4 separate regions of the Mus musculus genome follow, and all the other regions are linked to region 2. Evidence: chromatin contacts called from public Hi-C and promoter capture Hi-C data. All regions are on one chromosome and are shown on one strand. The core of a region is the stretch at or near the end of the contact, and the rest is flanking DNA. Distances in the headings are between cores, read along the strand shown.

What was found. Promoter capture Hi-C pulls out the DNA fragments that hold promoters and counts their contacts. Hi-C and Micro-C count contacts between places; a contact is called where the count stands out from the background.
Region 1: a promoter capture Hi-C map of stem cell-derived epiblast-like cells shows a contact between it and region 2, with 5 times the contacts expected there. The contact joins the promoter of Tomm70a here to the promoter of Col8a1 in region 2. A contact is called at or near these places in 4 of 39 promoter capture datasets (the 3T3-L1 cell line, embryonic stem cells, liver and 1 more), 1 of 484 Hi-C or Micro-C datasets (embryonic stem cells) and 1 of 115 datasets of contacts at active chromatin or transcription factors (large pre-B cells).
Region 3: a promoter capture Hi-C map of 3T3-L1-derived adipocytes shows a contact between it and region 2, with 6 times the contacts expected there. The contact joins the promoter of 4930461C15Rik here to the promoter of Col8a1 in region 2. A contact is called at or near these places in 8 of 39 promoter capture datasets (the 3T3-L1 cell line, 3T3-L1-derived adipocytes, the SN4741 cell line and 4 more), 1 of 484 Hi-C or Micro-C datasets (cerebral cortex) and 2 of 115 datasets of contacts at active chromatin or transcription factors (neural tube and stem cell-derived neural progenitor cells).
Region 4: a contact with region 2 is called in a Hi-C map of uterus, with 2.6 times the contacts expected there. The contact joins the promoter of Tbc1d23 here to the promoter of Col8a1 in region 2. A contact is called at or near these places in 1 of 39 promoter capture datasets (the 3T3-L1 cell line), 1 of 484 Hi-C or Micro-C datasets (uterus) and 1 of 115 datasets of contacts at active chromatin or transcription factors (pancreatic cancer cells).

The regions. Positions count from the first base shown.
Region 1 is chr16:57,118,448-57,124,432 of GRCm38.p6, reverse strand. Tomm70a (translocase of outer mitochondrial membrane 70A) reads right to left here and starts at 2,719. Exons shown (of 12, transcript NM_138599.5): 1 at 2,239-2,719. The coding sequence starts at 2,571.
Region 2 is chr16:57,752,860-57,759,301 of GRCm38.p6, reverse strand. It overlaps Col8a1 (collagen, type VIII, alpha 1), which reads left to right and starts at 4,565. Exons shown (of 4, transcript NM_007739.2): 1 at 4,565-4,662.
Region 3 is chr16:58,405,001-58,410,530 of GRCm38.p6, reverse strand. 4930461C15Rik (a long non-coding RNA gene) reads left to right here and starts at 2,000. Exons shown (of 4, transcript XR_384912.2): 1 at 2,000-2,359; 2 at 4,457-5,150; 3 at 5,410-5,530. It overlaps Dcbld2 (discoidin, CUB and LCCL domain containing 2), which reads right to left and starts at 1,996. Exons shown (of 16, transcript NM_028523.3): 1 at 1,580-1,996. The coding sequence starts at 1,775.
Region 4 is chr16:57,229,595-57,235,768 of GRCm38.p6, reverse strand. It overlaps Tbc1d23 (TBC1 domain family, member 23), which reads left to right and starts at 4,303. Exons shown (of 19, transcript NM_001358433.1): 1 at 4,303-4,455. The coding sequence starts at 4,403.

The sequences.
Region 1 (5,985 bases), core at 1,470-3,969, 630 kb after region 2:
ACCAAGTGAGGGTGTTCTTGAACACTGGAGGTACTGGATCCTCCTGAAGCTGGAATTACAAGTGTGAGCTATCACACAAGGGTCCTGGTAACAAGCTCATGTTCTCTGCAAGAGCGATATGCACTCTTTAACTGTTAAGACACTTCTCCACGCCAGCTCCCCTTATTCTTAATTTATGATTACTATAGAACTTAAGAACTTTTATGTAACGTTTACTTATTTACTATTCCAGATTAAAATGAAATAGAAACTTTAGATATGAAATTTTCACATGTACAAAATTTCACATCTATGGAAACAATAACTGAGTCAAAGAAGGCTCTTGACAACCACCTTCACGGGCACTCACAACCACACCATTTCTTAAACAGGCACTTACAGGTTGCTTTGCTAAAAATGCCCTTAAAATCTCACTCTGGCCCATAGGTGACTGAAAGTAGGACAAGAGCATAACATCTCTGCATTCTGTCCCCTTCAGCTCAACTGAACCCAGAGGTTAAGTCATTGTCCTTAACCTTTTCCTCGAGTCACCTTGGATTCCAGAGCACCCCTCAGACGAGGGTAATTATCCTGGATGTTGAGTCCATGCCCTGGGACATACGCAACTGTCTTACAGGGACCAGACTAATCCCCTTAGGAACCCTTCCTTCAGCCCTCACCAGCCCTCACAACTGCCATACCACTTCTTGACCAGAGCTGCTTCATTTCCATACCTCTTGCCCAGATTCTCCCATCAGTTAAACCTTAAAGGTCTGGTGAGTAACCTAAAAACTTGGAAGTTACTGGAACCAACTGACCATCCCTCTTTCCAGTATGGCAACACTAAACAAATCTTTGCTTTTTGCCATTATTTATCTCTGTAAAGGGCTTCTTGGAGTGTGGTTGCTCATCATAGTTTGCTGGGGCTGCCAGTGCTGGGCTTTCATCCTAAAAACTTTGGTTTAACATTTTAGTGCTGGATGAAATAGAAGGGACCAAATATTTTAATCCTCTTAGCCTACCAGGATGACAATGACATAAACTGAGCTTACCAAAATAACAATGCTGGACAGGACAATGTAGAATGGCATCTCCTCAGCTCTCAAAGATCATGGTTCCCTCCAACATTGTAAGTTCTGGTTAGAAATTGGCTGTTTAACTTCCCCATAGGAGAGAACAAACAGCCTTCCTGCTAGCTAGCACGGTGACTCACACACAGTAAGTACTATCCCTGGAGTCATATACCAGAGCCTCTGAAGCTACTTAGGAAAAGAACAACGTGTCTTCAGGCTGAATGGGATGAAAATGCCTGCCATTCATTTAACTGTACAGTTTTTCTCATGAGTGTTAAGTGCACATAGGATGCGTGTGTATAAAGAATTTCCTCAGGCACATACCTGGTATTTATTTACCTGTAAGTTTCTCTGAACTTGGATTACTCTGGTAATACCACCACAGAATTCCTGACCCAGTAAAGTCCCTTATCTCACTCAATCTCAGTCCATGCCAATTCTCCACACAGCCGTCAAACTTGTCAAAAAGATTTAATAGTCTGACCACCAGATCCGATAGAGCAGTTTATCACTCCAATGCTTGTTATAACACCAGAGACTCTTTATCAGGCTTGGACACATGTATATATATGTCCAGGTGAAATAGAACATTTTAAGATGTGCAGCGGGGGTGGGGGTGGGAGGCACAGTTCCTTAAAAACTGAACTATTTCCTATATACAAAGCTACCTAATGATTTTTTTGAACTTTGTAATAGTTGCTAATCTCCCTCCCCAAACACACACACACACACACACACACACACACACACACACACAATCAGAGCGAGAGAGAAACTCCGAAAGAAAAATGGCTTGTTTTTAAAAGGTTCTTAGCAAAGTTCTGGTCTTGGGAAACACAATAACAACTCACGGTACAACTCCAATCGTTCCGTGAAATTTGCCTTTCTTCGCTTAATGGAATTACTATATTTGTGCATGTTTCCCATACCTACATACTAGGGATAAATGCTGTGTCACTTAGAAGAAAGGCAAAGTATTCTGTTGGATCCCAAAGGAAATTGTCAAAGAACGTCTCTACGCTAGCCAGCCTGGAGCTGCTATTCCATTCCCTATAAAGGCAACCAGAAACGACTCTAAAGTCACTCGGCAGTTTCCGACCGGTGGGAGGGCCCCTCACCCGCACAACGGGTCAAGGAAAAGCTGCATCCGCTCGTTTTCACCTCTACGGCCCGGGCGGCTTCTCACCATTTCCAGGGAGTCCCCAGAACCGTCGTGGTGGCCACTGCCCAGGGCCGGACTGGCCCTGCCCTCGGGGGTCTTCCGTTCACTGTTGCGCTTCAGGCCGCTGGCGTCGCCCCGGCCTCCCGCTTCCCGGCGCCTCCGCCTTCGGCTCCACAGGTACATAGCCCCAGCACCCAGCAACAGGGGCGCCCCGATGGCCAGCGCCACGTGCCATCGCGGCAGGGTCCCCGCGCCCGAGCCGGGGCCCGCAGTCCCACCGCCACCGCCCACTCCATTTCCAGAACCGGGCGCAGCAGCCGCCGCCATCGCCGCCTCTATGGGCTTAGAGGCGGCCATGACGACTGTCCTCCGCCGCCGCCGCGCCGGTCGCGGGCGCCACGGTCACCGGGCAGCGTGGGGAGGAAGCCGGGAGCGTGGAGGGAAAGCAACGCGCGAGCGAGCACGCTAAGCAGCAGGAGCGGACGACAGAAAAGGGCCAGAGGTCACCGGAAGCCCGGGGCATGCCGGGCTAGACCGGCGGCTGGGCCCGCCCCTATCTACTGTACAGGGGAGAACCACTTCCGGGGTCAGAAGGCCTGGCGCTCTGGGTGGCTTTTCCCTTTCCTCTTGCAGGCGGTTGCCTAGAATCGCTCGGGAGGTCTCAGGCCTTGCGTGACTGCAGACCTCTTCTCCAGGACAGAAGGACCCGTGGCACTGTCGCCAGTGCGGCGAGGAGGGGCGTGGGGGGCCGTGTGCAGCAAGTGTAGAGGGACAGCTCCCTGTAGCTCTGTGAGTGGGCGGGACTTGCAGAAGCACTGTGAAGGGAATTGGCCAGCAGGGATGGTGGGCCTCCCAGTTGATTGGTAGGATCGGGGAGGGGGGTGTGGCTACGTTGGTGCCTGTTAAAGACTGAAACTGTGGGAGGGGGGAAAAAGGGTGAGACCATCGTGCTGTGTAAACCAGCTTTGTATATTTCTGCAATAGCCAGATTGTAGTTTGGACAAATTTGTAGTTCCTGGGACAATGACAGAGGGCAAAGACTAGATGGAAACTGGGGAAGGTAGGTTGACTCATGGAAGTGACTTGCAGCCTGTGTGCTGCACCTTTAATAGTTACAAAGGGCAAGGATGTCTGTTAGAAGGCTTTCCTATTGGCTTTCCTCGAGGACCCCGGATCACCGCAGGCATCTTTACGTGTGTATCTTAAAATGGATTCCACCTGACATCTAGCCCATACAACCTTCCCTGGAGCACAAGTGTCTGTCACAACACTTTGAGTTTGCTCACTTATTTGAAATAACTTAAATTTTTAAAAAAAATTTATTTCATTTATATGACTACACTGTAGCTGTTTTTCAAGCACATCAGAAGAGGGCATCGGATCCCATTACAGATGGTTGTGAGCCAACCATGTGGTTGCTGGGAATTGAACTCAGGACCTCTGGAAGAACAGTCAGTGCTCTTAACTGCTGAGCCATCTCGTCAGCCCTGAAGTACTTTTCTTAAGCCTTCATGAACTCTGGATCTGGTCTCAAAGCATGAAGTCTACTTTGCAAGGTGTTTGGAATTCACACAATTTTCAAGAAAAAAAGGCAAAGCATGGATAATTAAATGTTCCAGGCTATGGCTCTTCATTTCAGGTTTGAACATCCTTTTGTCAAACAAACAAACAAACAAACAAACAAACAAACCAAAAAAACAAAAACCAAACACCCATAGATGGTCATTTGGCTTTTAAGTACCACAGGATGCTCACCATAATAGCATTACATGAAGATGCAAAGGCCAAGTTGTGTCAACGTGGAGTGATTAAAATAGAATGTTCCAGTTTGAAACTTCAGGGCCTTTTCTCTTGCGTCATGTTGGTTCTCACCAGTGAAATGTTTGCACTAGCAACAAACTGAAAATGGTAGTGTAACTTAGTTGATCAAATAGAGATTGCTGTAGGCACTGTTCTCACCCCAGAACTTCAAAATCGGAATCTCATGCCCTCTGAGTAATCTTGGATTTTTCAGAATAACAGCAAAAGGATTCTCCCCCTATAACTTCACATTTTTTTCTGTGATATCTTGGAGGACTAAAGGCTCCCAGTTTGAATAAACCATTGGAACTAAAACACATTTGAAAGATTTTCACCTTTGTTAATTTTGTGTATGTATGTGTATGGGTGCACCCATTCCACGGATCATGATATGAATCTTTGGGAGTCACTTCTTTTGTCCATATGGGTCTTGGGATCTTTTATAGCACCAGCAAAATGATCACACTATCGATTAACAGTTTCTGTTTCTTCCCCAATTATTACCACATTGCCATAGTTATTGGTTCTTGTATCTGCTACTCAAGTTCATCTTGGGTCCTTGAAGAGTAGGAATCGTGGTATAGTAATCTTAGTACTTCTGGACCTGTTGCTAAGTTAGACATATGATAGGTATTGTTAGTGTTCCTGCCCAACACAATTCCTGAAACAGATAATGCAGGGAATATGGGGAAAGAGGCGCTCTTATTCACTGCTGGTGGAAGTGTAAACAAATATAGCCATTATGGAAATAATATGAAAAGTTCTGGAAAAATTATAGAACCATGTGACCCAGCTATACCATGATTGGGCATAGATCTAAAGGACTCTATAGTCTGCCACAAAGAGATTTGTACATTCATGTTTATTGCTGCATAAATTAAAATATTTAGGGAATGGTAGCAGCCTAGATATCCATAATGGATGATTGGATAACAAAAATGTGGTACATACACACAGTATCATTTTACTCATTGCACAGAAAAATGAAATCATGAAAATTTCAGGAATGGATAGATCTATAAAGTATATTATAATAGTCTCCCATATGTGGATCAAAGCTTATAATGTCTCCATATACTAGTGAGAGGTCGGTGCAAGTATAGGTTATGAAACCAGGGAGAAGGCTCCTAAAGGAGGAATATAGTTGTTGAGGAAAGGTGAGGGGATGGGCAACAAGACATGTAACATACAAAAAAAAGAGAAAAAGAAGCTGTGGAAGATTATAAGGAAGATAAACACAGGCGTGAAAAGGGGAAGAGAATAAAGAAAAATACACAGTAATTTTACTTGAAATGTCATAAAATAACTTAATGTTCTAATTTTAAAACTTGTAAGTAAAAAATTGAAATTTATTTAGATGGAAACACAAAATAAAGACAGGTAAAAATATCCACAAACTATGCCTTCAGCAAAGGAATAATATCTAGAATCTATACATTTCACATTTCAACATTAAAAGGGCAAATAATTTTATTATAAGATAAGCCAAAGTCATGAAAGACAGTCACCTTACTGAGAAAGATAAATAAGTGAAAAATAAGTTCATGAAAAGATTTTCAACATTAGCTATTAAATAAAGGTGAATTAAAACCACTAAGTGGGTTGAGGAGATGGCTCGGTCATTAGAGTGCTTGGTACCTGTCTTAGTCAAGGGTTTCTATTCCTGCACAAACATCATGACCAAGAAGCACTTGGGGAGGAAAGGGTTTATTCAGCTTACTCTTCCACATTGCTGTTCATCACCAAAGGAAGTCAGGAATGGAACTCAGGCAGGTCAGGAAGCAGGAGCTGATGCAGAGGCCATGGAGGGATGTTACTTACTGGCTTGCTTCCCCTGGCTTGCTCAGCCTGCTCTCTTATAGAACCCAAGACTACCAGCCCAGAGATGGTCCCACCCACAAGGGGTTTTTCCGAAAACCCTTGATCACTAATTGAGAAAATGCCTTACAGCTGGATCTCATGGAGGCACTT
Region 2 (6,442 bases), core at 3,316-5,815:
ATCACCCTATTTGCTTCAAGTAGAAATACCTCTGTGTGGTTCTTGCTTATACCGAAAACCAGTCTCATGCGCACTTTTAAGCACCTGTGAGTGACAGACAAGAAGAGTCACTGGACCTTGAAACCCCCCTAGGGGAAACAGATACCCATAACTGAGAGTCAGCTATGTGAGAACATAGATGTGAATATGCAGCTTTTCCAATCAGATTTCATTGTGTTCCAACCAGAGACCCTTGAAAACTAAAGGATGTCACGTATATTGGAGGGTCACTCACACCTACAACAGACAAAGATGTTGGGCCCCTCAGACACACAGAACAGACCCTTACATTAGCCCCACCTGGCATTCTGCTTATGCCCTAGAGAAGTCACACCTTCCCATCATCTTCTTGCAACTACACAGGACACAATAAGTAAATAGAGCTAAAGAAACCACTGTTTATGCCACCTTGCTCAGACTTCCGTATACGCAAAGCACAGGTACTTAGTTTTTCTCTCTATGTACGGTGTCTCAAAAGCATAGAAAAGAATTCATTGGTAAACCTCTGAAAAGTTACAATAAAAGAACCTATATTTAAAGAAAAATGAAACCTTGGCATTGCTTATGTTGTTAGTGATTATGGTCTAGAAAATAGTTAAACAAATGATGAGACTTTTAAGACCTTCCACATACTAATCTCATCACCCCCTTGGCACGGCTTCACCTCATTGTAGCTAAAGTCCTGACAGCTAGTCCATGTTCTGAATATCCCTATACCTTTTCTAAACATTAATGCCCCACTCTTGTCCAGAAAGTACTACCATTCAATCCTGATCTATCCAAATGCTACTTGGTATGGCTCAGCTCAAAGCTGCGTCTTCCTTGGACTCTCTACTACTCAACTGTCAGGAATTCATGCTTTTACCCTTCTGTGAAAACAAATCAATACACTCATTTTCCTTTGTTTTAAATACCCTAGACTCCCTTGCCTATTCTTTTTTTTTAAGCTGTTTCTTTATTTTTTAACAGATATTTTCTTTATTTACATTTCAAATGCTATCCCGAAAGTTCCCTATACCCTTGCCCCCCCCCCCAACCGCCCTGCTCCCCTACCCACCCACTCCCACTTCTTGGCCCTGGCATTCCCTTGTACTGGGGCATATAAAGTTTGCAAGATCAAGGGGCCTCTCTTCCCAATGATGGCTGACTAGGCCATCTTCTGCTACATATGCAGCTAGAGACATGAGCTCTGGGGGTACTGCTTAGTTCATACTGTTGTTCCACCAATAGGGTTGCAGACCCCTTCAACTCCTTCGGTGCTTTCTCTAGCTTCTCCATTGGGGGCCCTGTGTTCCATCCTATAGATGACTTCTGTATTTGCCAGGCACTTGCATAGCCTCATATGAGACAGCTATATCAGGGTCCCTTCAGCAAAATCTTGCTGGCATATGCAATAGTGTCTGTAAGATATCTCTGTGTGTCAATCAATATATATGTTTGATTGACCATAAATTAACCTCACACACAACACATAAGAAAAGGTTTACATTCACCAAGGACTTGGAAATATGCCATCATGTGTAGCTCTTAGTATATCCACATGATGGCAAATTTAGGGCATAGCATGTTGTCATTTGATCCTTGCCTTTCACCGGGAAGTCCACTTCTCTCCCCTTTGGAGAGATTCTAGGAACAGCTCCCTGAGAATCATCAGCACAGAGATCCATTCCTGGATTCGCAACGTGTTGTCCAGATCTGCTACTGAATCAGACTCGGGCAAGTGTGAACTGGAGAAATGAACTAATCGTTGGCACCATCCAGACAACATGAAAGGAGTGCCTTTGCTATGTTGGCTGGGTATTCAGGTTCAGAATAATGGGGTAAAGGATGAAAATGGGAAAAGAAAACTCCATCCTGCTGCTGGAGGCTGCCTTCTCTTCAAATGTGCTTTTCTTGTCTTGTTCCCCCCAAGCCCCGCCCCTTATTTTTCACAACTATGTGATGGAACTGGAATGTGTGAGACGCATTAAAGGATTATTTTCCATAATCCTATGGGAATAATTGCTAATACATTTTTTAATCACCCAGACCCTCCTTCTAGCCCCTCTTTTGTTTGCTCAGAATACATTTCCTTACTAAATTAAAGACTCGTAAGAAGTAACACTATGCCTATAAAATCATATTTGGTTTCATGGTTCAGCCCCAAGACAAATAATGTAGTCTTAATTTTCAGTTCTGGTAACGAAGGTTATTATTCATGTTGTAGACTTCACTTAATGGATCTGGACACATCCCTAAAAGATATACTATTTAGGAAGGAAAACTGAATCAGAAAAGAAAAAGAGAGGCAACAACTAACTAGTAAATGAACAAAAGCGTTCACATGAAAGTTTTAGCCTTCTTCATTCTCCATTCATCCATTAATTGAACAACTGCTGCTCGTCATCCATATGTTCACACTCATCAGAACAATTTATTCCATTGGGCCAGGTGACATTTACTGAGCATTTATATTTTCCTGGCTAGTAAACCAATAGGTATGGCTTGTTAGAGCCAGTGACTTTCCTGAATAAAGCTGATTAGGAGGTCCAGGGAAACACACACACACACACACACACACACACACACACACTTATATATATGCATTAGATAGATGATAGATAGATATAGATAGATAGATAGATAGATAGATAGATAGATAGATAGATAGATAGATAGATGATAGAAGGTAGATAGATATAGATATATACCCACACACATATATATGTATATACACGCACACACATATGATGTCAAATTTGTATCTTGATGAAAATTAAAATGTTTCCATTTTGTCTAATGACTCTTCACCATCCTCCCTCTCTGAATCGCATCGGTTTTTGCATGTTGACTTCCAAGCCTATCCATTCGAGCTAAGCTTGGAATTCTTACAAAGGAACCATCAGTTGAGGCTCTGGGCTCTCCAGGCAGACAGATGGGAGTGAGTCTGTAAAAAACTAAGTCCAGTGTAAACTTAGCACATGTGGTGGCAGGTATTATTATTATCCCAGTGGCACGCACTACTATTTTCTTAATAGATTCTTTGAAAATTCTTTTTTATACTGTGGACCTTTACTAGGCCAGTGGCTCTTTCTTAGTGGAGAGGTTTTTTGCCCTTCAGTATCCTATGGCTAAGTCCAAGGCCATTTTTTTTCCACACCTAGCAGAAGGAGACTGCTGGGCTAGTGGTCCTCTGGCATCCTGTGGAGGAGAGGCTGAGGGATACTACTGAACAGTTTTCAAGCCCCTGCGCGGGTCCTCAGAACAATGCACACTCTCCAGGCACACTAAGGAGTGCAGGAGTTTTTAAACTGCCTAGCTTAGCCTGTTGCCAGCTTGAGCTAGCTAGAAAACAAGACAGAAAACAGCACAGCATGGCTTAAGATCGTGTGTGTGTGTGTGTGTGTGTGTGTGTGTGTGTGTGTGTGTGTGTGTACTCGGTGAGCAAGGTCATTCCCTCTTCTCCAAGGCATCTATCCGACTCCCATTTCCCATCTCTGAGTCTCAAGTCCTCCTTTCAAATGCTTTGATTTCTTTGGTGGCAAAACTGTAGCTTGGGCTGGGAAGTGAGTCACCGCTCAGCAGCGAAAGGACCTTATTTTTCTTTCTCTGAATACATTTTTTAATAACTTCAGCATGACCCTTCGCACTTGTTGGTTAAATCCTCTCTATGCCTACGACAAGTGGAGAGAGCTATGACACCGAACATTTTTCAGTTGCTAGCTAGGAGAGATTTTTTTTTTAATACCGAAAATAACCAGAGGACAGCGAGCCCTAGCATCCTGTGTTACATAAGCAGATGTTGATGCTGAAGGGACGAGCTGGTGCGGAGCTGTCTCCGCAGATGGACCTCACAGCTGCTCCAGCCTCTGGAGCTGCCTGGATGTTGCACGCTTAGAACTGTCTGTGGAAGGAGGCTGGCAGGAGTGAGGTGGGGTGGGCCAGGCTGCAGCAGTCAGCTCCCAGAGGCAGGGCGCCTGGGGCTCCCTGGGACGATCCCCTCCCACCACTGTCTGGGCTCACCGGGCTTGTCCTCCACCCTTTTCCAGAAGCCCATCTTCCTCGCCTCTACCTCGCTTCCAAACCCGTCAGTTCTCTTGGGCGGTTACTTGGCTTTTCGATCACAGAGAAAACACCTTTGTTATTGACAGTCGCCCAGGTTCCTCTCGCTGCCAAAAATGTCACACAAAACCGAAAAATAATCCAGTACCCATTTCATCTTCCAGAATCAAATCCCTATCTCTCTCTCTTCCCCTACCTTTACTTTAGCTTCCCGTCCCCAAGCCCCATTCATTTCTTCCCCAACCTTTCCCTTCTGTGGTCTCTGCCTTTCTCTACTCTCCCTCATTCGTCTCCACTCCTGTCTATTTACTCCGCCGCCCTCCAAAGTCCCTGGCTCTCCCCACTCCTAAAAACTCGGGCTCTACCCTTTCTGCCCCTCCCCAGACAAGTGTCCAGCTCCACGGGGGCAGCCCGCCCGCCGCCCCCGCTCAATCCCTGCCCACCTACTGTGAGGAACAGCTCCGCCCACCTGTCCATAAAAGCCAAGTGCAAGTTACCCGCAGAGCACAGAGGATCAGAGCCCTTCCACGGTCCTCTCCGTGGGAGCCCGAGTCCCTGTCTCCCAGATCTGACGTGCTCAAGGTAAGATAACCCTTGTCAGGGCTGCTGACTTGCAGGGGGTTGCTGCCTGGAGTGAGTCCCTGCTGGTCAACGCCTTTTACTTAGAGTTGATTCATAAGGATGCTGTAATGAACAGTGAGCTTCTTAACTAGCAACTGGTTTGAAAACAAACTTCTGTTTGAACAGTAAAATAAAAATTCCTTTTTGGCAGAAACAACAGCATTTCTATTACAAAAATCTTTTCTCTTTTTAAGTCACACTGCCCCCCCTCCCCGCGTGCCCCGTCTGTCTGACTGCTTCTGAGGTTAAATGTATCTGTTTGCGGTATTATGCTTGTGTTTTTAATTGTAAATAGTTCACATATCAGTAAGGGCAGGGGAATCTGTCCCATTGTCAAAAAAAAATGCACTTTAAAGGAGCACAATTACTTCTCTAAAAATAGCACAGTCAAAAGGTCGGCTGCTGATTTTGTGATGTTTTCCAAACCCCCAAGACAACTTCTGTGAGTCCTTTAAGAAGTATCTTTCCAGGTTTAACTGCTCGGAAAAAATGATGTGAACGAGTGCCCTTTGCCCGGGGACAGTAATCAGGTGACTGGAAGATAGGAAAGTACAAATCCCAGTTTACAAGCTGGGGCAGGATGAGCCACTGCTGGGCTACCTTTCCAGTACAGCCTAAAAGGAGTCTTGTGTGGAGACTGAGAGTGTATGAGAACTCTGTGATGCCTATACACACCTCAAACACGAAGTGTTTCAATATGTTTCTCAGAAAGCACGCCGGTCAGATTGCACAATTCTTCTGTGTACAACTGACTGATGTATAGCGAGATCAGCCAGAAAGACTTCAGATGGAAGGTTTTCATCCTCACCGTCCCCTCTGCCCTCCTCAAGCGAGTGCCTGGTTATTGACTGACTCCCCCAGAGCTCTGCAGTGGGGAAGAGACCTTGGATGTGTGTAGGGGTGGTTTGGGGAAGTGGTTGTGGTAGGTGGGTTGGGGGTTGATCTGTTCTTCTTCTCCAGAGTGCTGTGCACCTGTGTGAGGAGAAGCAAACCTGACAGCTACTTTGGAAAAATAAATAAAAATCAGACTCTTGTGCCATCAAGTTTGCTACCATATTCTGTGGGTTTTGTGGGATGAAAGGCTCTCATGTGGGAGAAAAGCCCTCTTCAAATGTTCCATCTGGGCAACTGCAGAAGCTGCTCTTGGAGGAGACAAGCCCAGGCTGCCAGTCAAGAAACCAAAGCAGCGCTTTAGTCCTTAAGGTTCTTAAGGGGAGAGAGCCATTCACATCTTCATGCCTGTTGGTTGTGTGCTGTTTCAAATGGGAAATTTCACTGTAGGTCTAAAACTGAAATAAATCACACACTTAGACAAGTGGCTTGGGCTTTTCCAAATTCTCTTTATCTTTTATATATCAAAAGAAATGTAAAAATATTAAACACTGTTTAGCATGAAAGGGCTAGCATAAAATTATTCAAGTTACTTATGAACCATTTCCCCCACGTTGCAGTTTTTCCCCCCAGTGGAAAAATACTGCAGAGAATGTGGTTTCCTTTCAGAAAATGATATAAAATTACTATTGGCCAATATAATATGTGACCTGTGCATCTTCAAATCCCCTTATCTCCATCCACAGTGCAGTCTGCTGGCTCTCTAGCTAACAAGAGTAATGAGCCATGGAAGGTGCAGGTATGAAACAAGGCCAACCCAAATGTTGGGTTCATTCAAGTTAATTCCTCCTTTAAGGTAATACTTGAGTCCTGCTCAGCCCCATCAGTGAGAAAAGATTATAATTTCCTC
Region 3 (5,530 bases), core at 751-3,250, 650 kb before region 2:
AAAACTGTGTGTTTCTGGTTCATTTACTTAGTCTATGAAAGAGACATGCATTCACATATGAGCAAGACAGAAAATTGATACAAAGGTATTAAACAAACAAAACTACCCGATTTTGAAGAAATAAAAATCATGTCTTTTTATGCTCTCTAAAATTATTTCTATTTATTTTGGAATCTTTTGGCAATGGGAGAAGAAATATATTGTTACAATGCTGACTAAAATGATTCAAAAATCATTTAAAATAAGATAATGTTGCATGTTACATCAGTCTGGGAATGACTACTCCAAAAGATAATGGTGTCCTATATAGCTGACTCTGTTACTCGAAGATTTGTTTTAAACATGACGTGAAATTCTAGATGTAAGCCATCTAGAAATGTTCAAACACAGTGGACTGCTTAAATGGTCATATTCCTTTCTACATTAAAATATGCTGTATTCCCTGTGCATCGGTTTCCCTCTGCTGGGAACGGGATAACTAACTCACCAAGCTGTGTGTTAAATGCACTGATTTACACAAACCACTTAGTCCCGGGCCTCCCACACACACTAAGCTTCTGTAGCCATATAAGTCTGTCTCCCCACCACGAGAAAGAAAAACACACACATAGATGCCAAAACTTCAGAGGCTTCCACACTCTAAAACAGTAAGCGCTGACTGAAATCTGCCTATTAGACCTCTAAACCTTAGGTTGCTCAGTTTAAATGTGACTATTAAAGAGGACAGTTTACGTTTTTCTCTTAGCGATTACCTCTCACACGTCCATCAAGGCTGCACCTTCCCAAGAGACAATCCCATGACCTTGAAGATATTCCTTACTGACAAAAAGTGCACACAGTGGGAAGCTGAACTGAGAAATGGAAAACGTATTTCAAGAAACTCTCCCTAGCAATTAGTAACAAGAAAAGCCATGGAAGAAATAAAGCCAAACAGAATGTGGTACGCTGCCCAAAGCAGCAACACTAAAAAGTTCAGTCCTGTATTCTCTTTCTATTGTTGATGATTTATCAACCAACAGTTGTTCCCGCTTCTGGAATGGGATTGTAGAAGGAAAAGAAGCTTTGTCACTTTCTGAGAAAGTTTGCGCTTTTGGTAGTGGACCGCTACTCTGGGCCACTTCTGTGTTTGATCAAGACAATCTACAAACCACGGTCCTCAGTAATGGGCAGGTGCTCTGAAGAACGAATTGCAAACGTAAGCAAGGCTCTAGAGAGCACTGCAATTTGCTTCATTCGCGTTAGAACCTGGGCGCTATCCCTAAGAACAGCAATCCCTGCCTGTCTTTAATAAGCTCAAGATGCTTTTTAATTTGCTCCCGACTCCGTCCATCAGTCCAGAAGGAGACAGCAAGGAGGCCTCCACGGCAGGGTCTCATACGTCCCTCTTTCACAGAAATGAATGGCTTTGCGGAAAAGTAAAGCGACACAAACTTGAGACACCGGGCGGCACCACCACCCCGCCCCGGTCCCCGCCACATCAGCCTCGCCAGTGTGGTGTCTCTGCATCTCTGGGTTCGTCGGCAGGTTCCTCCAACAGCCAAGAGCCTCAGGAGGCCGACCGGTGCGGGCCACCACTCACCTTGCTGGCCTCCAGCGTCCTGGAGCAGTAGGAGCAGCAGAAGGAGCAGTCGAGGCCTGGAGGAGGAGTTGCGGCCAGGAGGGAGGGGACAGCAGCCGGCGCTGGGCAGCGCGGCCCGGCCGGTGGCGGCGGGCGCGGCCGGGCCTCCGGGACCCTGGGGGCTGCGCGCGGCTCTCAGCGGCGCCCGGCTCGCCATCGCGGCGGCCGGCAATCCGCCCGCATAGTGCGCGCGCCGCGGAGCCCCGCGCGCCCGGGGCCCGCAGCACCCGGTGAGGACCGGGCGGCAGCGCAGCGCGCCTCGTCCCCTCCGCCCTGCTCCCCGCGCCCGCTTCACCGAGCTTCCCGCCCCGAGACCCCAGGCCGGAGCGCGGCGGATCGGAGGATAGCACCGGGGCCCGAGCTGGAACGCGCTCCCGCCGCGCTCGTAGACCGACCGTCTCTCGGGCGGGCCGGCCCCGCTCTCTCGCCCTCCCTCCCTCCCGCGCGCGCTGGCCACGCCTCCTCCTCATGCTGAGACCAATGAGCGGCCAGATCTGGTCCAGCTCCTTCCGTGCCGTCCAATCATCACGCCGTCTGCTCTGTCGACCTGTTAGCTCCTCTCCTAAAGCTCCACCGCCCCTCATCCGCGTCTGCCAATCGCCCTGGACCTCTGGGAGCGTCCCACCCGCCTCCCTCGATCCGGGTTCGCCCCCAAGCCGGGGCCGGGAGCGGTCCCCGCCCCGCTGAAGAGCCTGTAGTTTTTGGGACCACTGCCCAGAGAGAACCCGCCGAGACTCTCTGGTCAGTGACTTCCGGGACTTCCCCATCCCGCGCTCTCCAGCTTCCCAGAGCCTGCTTGCTCCTGGCTCCTCCCCCGTCGAACATCAGGCCACTGGAAGGGGTGGGATGGCTGGATGCTGGAAGATTTCAGCTGGGAGCTGTATTTAAGGGACTGTTTTTAAATAGCAGAGTATGTTTTTCTTAATTAAAACTGCAGTCAATTGCAGCAACATCTGCGGGTACAATTACAAATGTAGTGTTCAGTTTTTGCAAAGATAGCTTCTAGGACTTTGGAGAGGAAGTATAAAATAAGACCCGTGTTGCTGAGACTATTTAAGTCCACTATCTGTAAAATTGTGCTCAGAGAAGTCCCAGGAATTAGAGCCACTTTATAGATAATTTGCAGGTTTTGGAATGGGGAAGAAATGTCAGTACATCATGCACGTCAGAATGAAACAAGTACAAATTCAAATAATAGGCAATTTGATGGAGTTTTTGAGCAGGCAGTATGGCAGAAGAAAGAGCAGTCTTTAAAGAAGAATCCACAGAACTAGACAGTAGATTTATAAAGAGAAACCATCAGGGATATTTTTAATTAGGGACTCCCTAAAAAAAAAAAAAAAAGTATTGTACCTTTAACAAACAGGGACTTAGTAAGATAGAACAGTTTGCATAGCAAAGGAAGTAACTATAGAGCATCTGTATTACCTTTCAGTTTATGGTGGTTGATTTTTCACAGTATTGCTGCTGTGCCCTGTCCTGCTGATGACTGCCTTTAACAAGCCATAATTTCTGGCAGCTGGGTCTTCTCAACGCTAAGCAACGGATGCTGTACAGCAAACTGATACTGGCATAGGATGTCTACTACCTTGAGTGTATTAAATGTTCCCTTGACTTAACGTGTTCTCAAGTGATGGTGGGTTTATCAAATGTGACTCTTATCATAAGCTGAGAAGCACCTATACTGGGATGCAAAGCCAGAGAGATAGGCCATTGGTTAAGAGCCCTTGCTGACAATCCTTACGATCTGAGTTTGATCCTCAGAATTTACATGGTTGCTAGGAGAGAACTGGCTTCTGCAAGTCGTCCATGGTCCTCCAGATGTGCACTGTGGAACATCTCCCCTCCCACCCCCATACTAAATGAATGAATAAATAAATAAATAAATAAATAATAAAATACATGCCTTTTAAACAAAATAAATCGATATGGATATACAGCTAATAAATGAGGCTATAGAAAAGCAGGTTGTACAAATGTCAGTGTGAGAAGTATGTAGGAATTGGCTCTGGAACTCATGAATACATGTGAGAGTCCTAAACATGTAAAGCACTCACACCCGTGTTTCAGAAGAAAACCCAAATGCTGGAAAGGACTCTAGAAGCCATTTTTTTTCAAGTTTCTTGCATATTTCTCACACAATAAGCCCACCCCCCACCCCCACTCCCCAGTCATTGTATCTGCTAAACATCTATCGTGTAGCAAAGAAAGCACTACCAATATACGCCCTGGTCATACAAAGTTCAGTTAGAGAAGCTTACATTCTAGTGGAGAAGACAAACATTTTAAACAAATCCATCGTCACCAGTGCCAATTTGGAGGTGAGAACTAACAGAGCTAACTCTATGACCTACCCCAGCAAACAGCCAGTCCTAAGCCAAGGCTTCAAGTGATAGTCCCTGAGATGAAGCACCTCACATGTCGGATCACTCCTTCTGTATGACCACCTAGTGATAACCGTAGGCCACAAGGTGGACACAGCAAAGGGTTAGAAGCTGCTGGCTAGGATTCCTTCAGCTACATGGAACTGCACAAGAAGCAGAGTGAACTAGCTCAGGTATGGGAACCTTTCTAGAAAAGAAAGTGCTGGAGTTGTGGCTGTCCCCCCTCAGGGGAGTACAGCCTGAAAAGACTCCGAATTTCTTATAAGTAATTCCCCTATCACAAGAGAGAGGGGTGCTGTCATTTTCTCTCTGTTTTGGTATGCTAAGAGCTGTTAAAGTAGAGAATAAAGTGGTGAAGTGTTTCAGAGGACAGAACAGGGAAAAGAAGAGAGGGGGAAACCAGCGTCTGAAAAATGATGCTAGCCATCTGTCTTCGTACTCTTTTGCCTTTCAGCTTCCTGAGTTTCTTTTCTGGAGGTTTGGCTGGAGAGCAGCCCGGAGAACATTCCCCTACTGCCTGACCATGGGAAGTCATAGGAGGAGCACCGATGTGTGAGAATTGAGACACAGTGCTGCCCACCATGTCTCTCCACTTCTCATTATGGCTGTACAACCAGTTTCAGAAGGCTTCTGTGAGATAACGAAATGTTTCCTGGGAACCTTCCACCAAAGTCATATATCAGGCGTTCGAGTCTAGACCAGTCACTGCCCCAGGGCAGTCCAGGTTTACATTTACTCTCCCATACTTTCTGCATACTTCTCTAGTCAAGCTTGCCATTCTCTTTGCCTAGGGGGACTCAGTTTCCCTGTAGGCTGATGTCTGCTGAGTCAGTGGGGATAGGGCAGTTTGACCCATGAGATTTACCTGCTCAGGGCCAGGACCTAACTGGTGATTGTGAAAAATCACTCAGCGTGAATAGGTTTGTAGAAGGCCGCCACCATCATAGGGGCCACAGCTAGAAGCTAGAGTGTGTCCCATTGGCAAGCCCGGCCCCTCAGCTTTCCTACAGAATCTCAAGAAAGTGAGAACTTCAGAGATTCCCTTGGGTGCAAAACAACAGCACAAGCCCAGAAGGAGTGGAGACCTCACAACACACGAGATCCTGGACATGAGGCAGACCCTGTAACCACAGCAGTTGTCTCTTTGGGTTGGTAAATGAAATAATGCTTTGAATGTAGGCTCTAGGGCAGAGATGGACTTGAGGAAAACACCACATAGGATAACTGAATATGAAACACTAGGAATAAAGGTCTGTATCATTTTAATGCATAGTCACTCCATGGGAAGATGTTTAAAAAATAGAAACAGATTTCTGATGTGAATTTTAATTTACAAGATCTTCTCTTCCCTGATGTCTCCTTCTTCCTCTTTTTTTTTCTCATTCTTTTCCTTTCATCTTCTCCTAGTCAATAAAGAGCAACGGGACTTGACATCCAGAGAGAAAGAAATATGAGGAGCCACACCCCACAATTTCATCTTGTAAATGAGCTTAGGAAAGGAGAACAGGAGGGAAAGCCCCCGGGGCTG
Region 4 (6,174 bases), core at 3,054-5,553, 520 kb after region 2:
AATTTAGAAAGCAGCCAGACTCACATATGGGGATTCTTGTCTTTAGCATCTAAGCTCCGTGTAGTTTCCCTCCACACAAGAAAGCTGACAAATAGGACATTGTGGAGAATAACAAGGATATAACAGAACTCTGACATCTAAGGAGAAATCATAAAAAAAAATTGCGGTTTTGATTTTGATTTCTATTCAATTCTTTTCCTTTTTTTTTAAATTAAACTTATTTATTTATTCACTTTACAACCCAGTATCAGTACTTCCTCTCCTCTCAGTACCCCCTCATGTGAGACCTCTCCCCACCCCATTAGAAGGGGAAGCTCCCTCTGGTCGTCAACCCTCCCTCCAACCCCTCCTTAATTCTTTCCTTATTTTTTATTACATGGTGTGTGTGTGTGTGTGTGTGTGTGTGTGTGTGTGTGTGTGTGTGTGTAGGTCAGAGAACAACTTGAAGGAGTCTGTTCCTTCTTTCCCAGCTCAAACTCAGGTTGTTAGGGTTGGTGGTGAACCCCATTAGCCTCAGAGCTATGTTGCCAGAGTTATTCTTGGGAGACAGCAGACTGCATGTTAAAGAGGACAATCAAGCAGGCCACGAAGAAGCTCATATAGGGTGGGCCTAAGACTTGTCAGCTGTAGGAGTGACCTACCATGGAAGGGAGTGACCATTTAGCCCTGTGAAGCCTTCCTTTGACTTCATGAAAGACCCCCCGAACTTGACGCGAAGCCCAAGAACTCACACTTATGAATTAAGTATATTATACAACATAAGTCACATAATGATATGACCCCAGATACCAAATAATAAATAAAAATATTTTTATGTTTTCTACAATTCATGTAAAATGCTTCATTTGAAAATAAAATTTGATTTTCTCCAAGGATAATGTGAAAAGTATTATTTATACCTTTTTTTATAGGATGTGAGGACCACAATTAGATGCATAAATGCAGGCTGGGGACACAACATCTCACTGGATGATGTTGTGAGTGGACAGACAGCATTAGGCACAGGTCACCTCCACATAAGCATAGAACCAGGTTTATGGAAACAATAGAAAAGGATTTTACACTCCTCTGCTCCAGAGAAAGATATATAAATGAAATGTTATAGTTAACAGAAAAAAATACCGTAAGAAAAGTGCTGGTATATTTCATTATGACGTCTCCATCTCTTAAAAGCTTTATTTTTTGGTTTGGTGTGAAGCAGAGATCTATTGCTAGAACTTACTACACTCTTCTTGTGCTTTCCTGCTCATATTTTAAACATGGAATGATCCAGGTAACTAGAAGGACCTTTTGGGTAACGGAAAGAACACTCACAAAAACATGCAGCCAGCTAGACAATGTTCTGTGGGCAGTAAAGACATTGTGATCACAGGGAATGAGGCGTGTTGGGAGACGTGGGAAACTAGAGCTGGAGCCAGAGCAAGGGCCAAAGCAAGGCCTTCTGATGAGAGGACTCACAACCAGAACTATACACACTAGCTTCCACACTAGCTCAGCTGCCTCCTTACCGATAATCCCATGTATTTGTGTGTGTGTGTGGTGGGGTAGTTTTTCAGAAGACCAAGCAAGGTAAAGGAAGATGATGCTGAGAAAGAACAAAAGTAAGATTAGAAAGGGCAGAAGACCTACGTACAGCTGAAATACGCGATCTCCCAGCAGCTTGCATATTAGCAACCCACAATGAGGCAAACACCAGGGAGAATGAATCAGAGGAACCTATTCAAGAATGACAACCAAAAGCATATTAATGTTGTGAGACTTGCACAGGTTGGATGCCCACATAGTTGGTTCTGAACAGGTTAAGGAGAAGTCTAAGGAAGGTTTAAGCTATTTGCACAGAGTGAAAAACTATTTGGAAAAAAAAGTATATATATATATATATATATATATATATGTATGTATGTATATATATCTATCCAGATATCATCTGTTTTTGAGACAGGGTTTCACTGTGTAGTCCTGGTTGTCCTGAACTTACTTTGTAGACCAGGATGACCTTGAACACATAGATCTGCTCTGCCTCTGCCTCCCAAGTACACCTCCACCATCTGGAATAAGTAATATACGTTAATAGAATATTTTACCAAACAGACTATAACATAGTCACTAATTTGATTACAATAAAAATGAACTTCAATAGAAGGCTAGAATGAGCTTGACTGGTGAACAATTGCTTGCATGTCACTGAGTAGTTTTTGAGCCACTTTTCTGCAAGCCTTCCAGAACAACTGAAGGGATCCATCAGAGGATATGTGTCTCAGAATGGCGATCTGACCTAGAGTCACACCTTTTATTTATTTTTGTTTTTTCAAGGTTTATTTATTTATTATATATACATACACTGTAGCTGTCTTCAGGCACCCCAGAAGAGGGCATTGGATCTCATTACAGATGGTTGTGAGCCACCATGCGGTTGCTGGGATTTGAACTCAGGACCTTTGGAAGGGTAGTCAGTGCTCTTAACCACTGAGCCATCTCTCCAGCCGCCACACCTTTTATTTTTTAAAACGGTCATCTATAGCCACATTCTATGTAAAAATGAATTTTCACAATGAAGAACTGAACCTTACACATCTGCTCCAGGCTTGGAATTGAATGTTCAGCTTTTTATTGTCTCTTTTTGGAAGGAGAGCCATCATGTTTTGGTTTATCACTGGGACAGCTGTGCTACATTATTTAAATAGTTTTTAAAATTCTGGAGCATTTTAGGTACCAAAGTATATTTCAGAAAAAAAAATGATGGATACCCTTGAAGGTACCTCTCAGCTCCTAAAAATGAAATATTAAACATTAGAACCAATATAGTGGCAAACACCTCTCGTACTGCTTCTTTGAGCGGCGGAGGCAGGAAGAACACTTGCGCTTAGGAGCTCACAGACACCAGCCCCGGAGTCAAGCCAAACCTGGTCTTGCCGGGTCTCCAAAGCAAATTCTGAGCTCCTCAAGGTTACTAGTGAGACTGTCTCAAAAGACAAAACAAAACATAACCAGCCAACCAATCGAACAGAAACTTACTTTACTTAATTAAAGCTATTTCTGGTCATTCCTGCCCCATCTAAAACTTAATTGTTTTCAGTTTTTCTACACATTACCCCTGCATTTCTCAGTGTGCATGCATCTATTGCTAATATATTGATATCAAACATAAACGATGCCTTTTGTTTGTAATCTGTTTGGTTCATCTAACAATGGCATTTTCAGATTTATCCATAAATTTCATGTAGTTAACTGCATCGTTGTTCCTGGGCTTAAAAATATTTGTTCAGCTCCTCCCTGAATCTGTACTAGGCAAAGATAGCCCAGGGGCTAGTGTTTTGGTAATACTGGTACTGTGGATGAAACCTGGGTGCGGAACAAGGAGGCCCATTTAGAGGGACAAATGGGACTTTGGCTAGGAAGGGAAGGATCTCGGCAGCTTTCTTTTTTTTTTTTTTTTTTTTAAGATTTATTTATTTATTATATGTAAGTACACTGTAGCTGTCTTCAGACACTCCAGAAGAAGGAGTCAGATCTTGTTACGGATGGTTGTGAGCCACCATGTGGTTGCTGGGATTTGAACTCTGGACCTTCGGAAGAGCAGTCGGGTGCTCTAACCCACTGAGCCATCTCACCAGCCCCCCTCGGCAGCTTTCTTAAACTGATTTTTTAAACTGGAATTTCAGTTTCAGAACTACAGTTGATTCTCCTGGCTGTTAGAAGACATATTTAAGATAGAAGACTAGAGTATAATTTTCTTAACTGGATAGCTTGACAGAGTCCTTCGTGTATTTTTATTTTTCTTGTAGCTCTGGTGATTGAATCATTGAGGATGCTGGGCAAGTGCTGTATGGTTTACTAAGTCCCTGGCCTTTTTATTTTTTTGAATGGTCTTTACAAATGATGTGGTATGTCCTTTCCTTTTTTTCTATTCAGCCTACCTTCTCTGTGTGAATTCATACTTGCCCTCCTCTCTCCACTAGCTGGGATTCTCAATTCTGGCTCACACCGGACAGCCAGAGACCCAAACATTAAGACGCCAAGCCAGGATGCTTCACTTTCAGAGTCTCCTCTGAGCCACGCCTGCCCGCAGCGTGGCGCCCCGCCCCATCCCGGAGAACCCCTCCCACTCCCCAGGGTCGGCCCCGCCCACAAGCCTTGTGCCCCGCCCACTCCGTTCGCGGGCCCTTGGCATCCTGGGATTTGTGGTCTTCCATAATCTTCTCCCTCTCGCAAAGCTCCGGGCTCCGCCTTTCGCCCTAGAGACGTGGTGACGTTGCATCCTTCCAATTCCTCGCCTCCTCCCTCTTTCGCTCTGGTGAGTCTCAAGTCTCAGACTTCATAACTCCTTTTACGACACTGAATCTCTGAGACAGTCTCGGTGCCAGGTCCACTTTTCGGCAAAGTGACGTGGACGTCAACAGCAATGGCGGAAGGAGAAGAGCTTCTGCCACTGTCAACGTCGGGCGGGGACAGCTGGTGAGTGCGAGCCCAGGTTTAATTCCCACTGGCCCCTTCTCTTCCTGTTCGCCATCCTGCCTGTCCCCGAGGTGCTGGCTGGCGGGGCGTGGAGCAAAAGGCACCTGTCCTCCTCTGAGCCCCTGCCCCGCCCCCTCTGCTTCAGGGTCCCCTCTGCCCGCGGGCTTCTGCGGCTGGGGCAGAATCCCGGGGACTCAGGGGCCATCCTGGATCTGCGCCTAAGTCAGGTCCTCCCGCTTGGCCCAGCGAAGAGAGTGGCTTCCCCACTGAGTTCGCCGAGTCCCTAGCCAGGGAGTTGGAATGGGCGCACTAAGGAGGAAGTTCTTGGATGGAGATCTCAGACCATTTGAAATGAGATCTTTTGAAATAACCACCGCGACCTTTGACAGTGCAGAGGTCGTGAGATACACCCAGCAAGATTCCTTCTACGTAGTTCAGGGTTGTCTTTAAAAAAAAAAATTATTATTATTAATTTTGTTTATCTCCCAACAGTTTCTAACATTTGTTATTATTATTTTTTTTTCTTCCCCACCACTTTCCTCACAATTTAATTTCATGACTTGGAGGGCGTTTTGAATTTTGTTACTGTTTCTCCCGGGCATTTGCATGTGTCTCTGGGGCTGTGGGAAGATTTGGTTTTTAAAGGAACTCATGTAGCCCAAGGCTGGCCTCGAACTTTCTGAGTGGCTGAGGATGACTGTGGACTTCCAATGCTTTTGCTTTCTCCTCCCGAGTGCTGGCTTGTAAGCTCCATCCTGCCTGGTTTGTGTTGGGCTGGGGATTGAACCGAGGGCTTCCTGTGTGCTAGGACAAGCATTCTACCAACTGTGATACATCCCCAACCCTGCCAATACCTTTTTGGTAGGCATTATTTTTCCCACTGAGGGTCATTAATTTTTGGTGGACACTTCTACTTTTGAAGTTGTGTGTGTGTGTGTGTGCACGTGTATATCTTACAGTTGATCTAACTGTATTGACCAGGTGTAAGACTCATGGATTTTGCTGTTGTTTTTCACAGTGTTTATATATCACTGTCACGGTGTACCTACACACAATGCAAGCCTTTGGTAAATTTGTACTTTACTAATTGAGGACAATAGAAATAACAGAAAGGAATACACGATATAGCAGTTGAGTAGCTGGTCTTCTGGGGACTGACAGGTACACATGTAGCAAGCTAAAGTTAATTTTGTTCTCTGAGATTGTAAATAAGTGTTGTGGGAGTTCAGAAGAGGCAGAAACCATTTCAGCATGCATTACAAAAGCTCATGGAGGCACTGGTGTGTGAGTTAGACTCTGAAGCATCAGTAAGACTTACCTTAACATTGTTCAAAATAGTCACTATAATGTGAGCTACGGAAGGAATTAATTAAAATTTCTTTCCTTTGCCTCATTGAAAACTTAAAAAACAATAACAAAAACCAGGTAGAACTTTTACTATGTTTAAAAAAAATATATCCAACACCAATGTATTATTTGAATATGTGCTCATTATTTAAAAGCAGTTTTTCATTTATTTATTTGTTTGAAGGCAGGGTCTCACTGTGTAGCCCTAGCTGGTCCAGAACTTGCTATATAGCCTTGTCTGACCTCTGTCTCCTAAGCTCTAGGATTAAAGGTGTATACCACCACAACCAGATTTAGTTTTTAATTTTTACCCATATGAAAAGATTTATGTACACTTTATACTTATCATGAATTTCAGTTGGTCTAGCCATA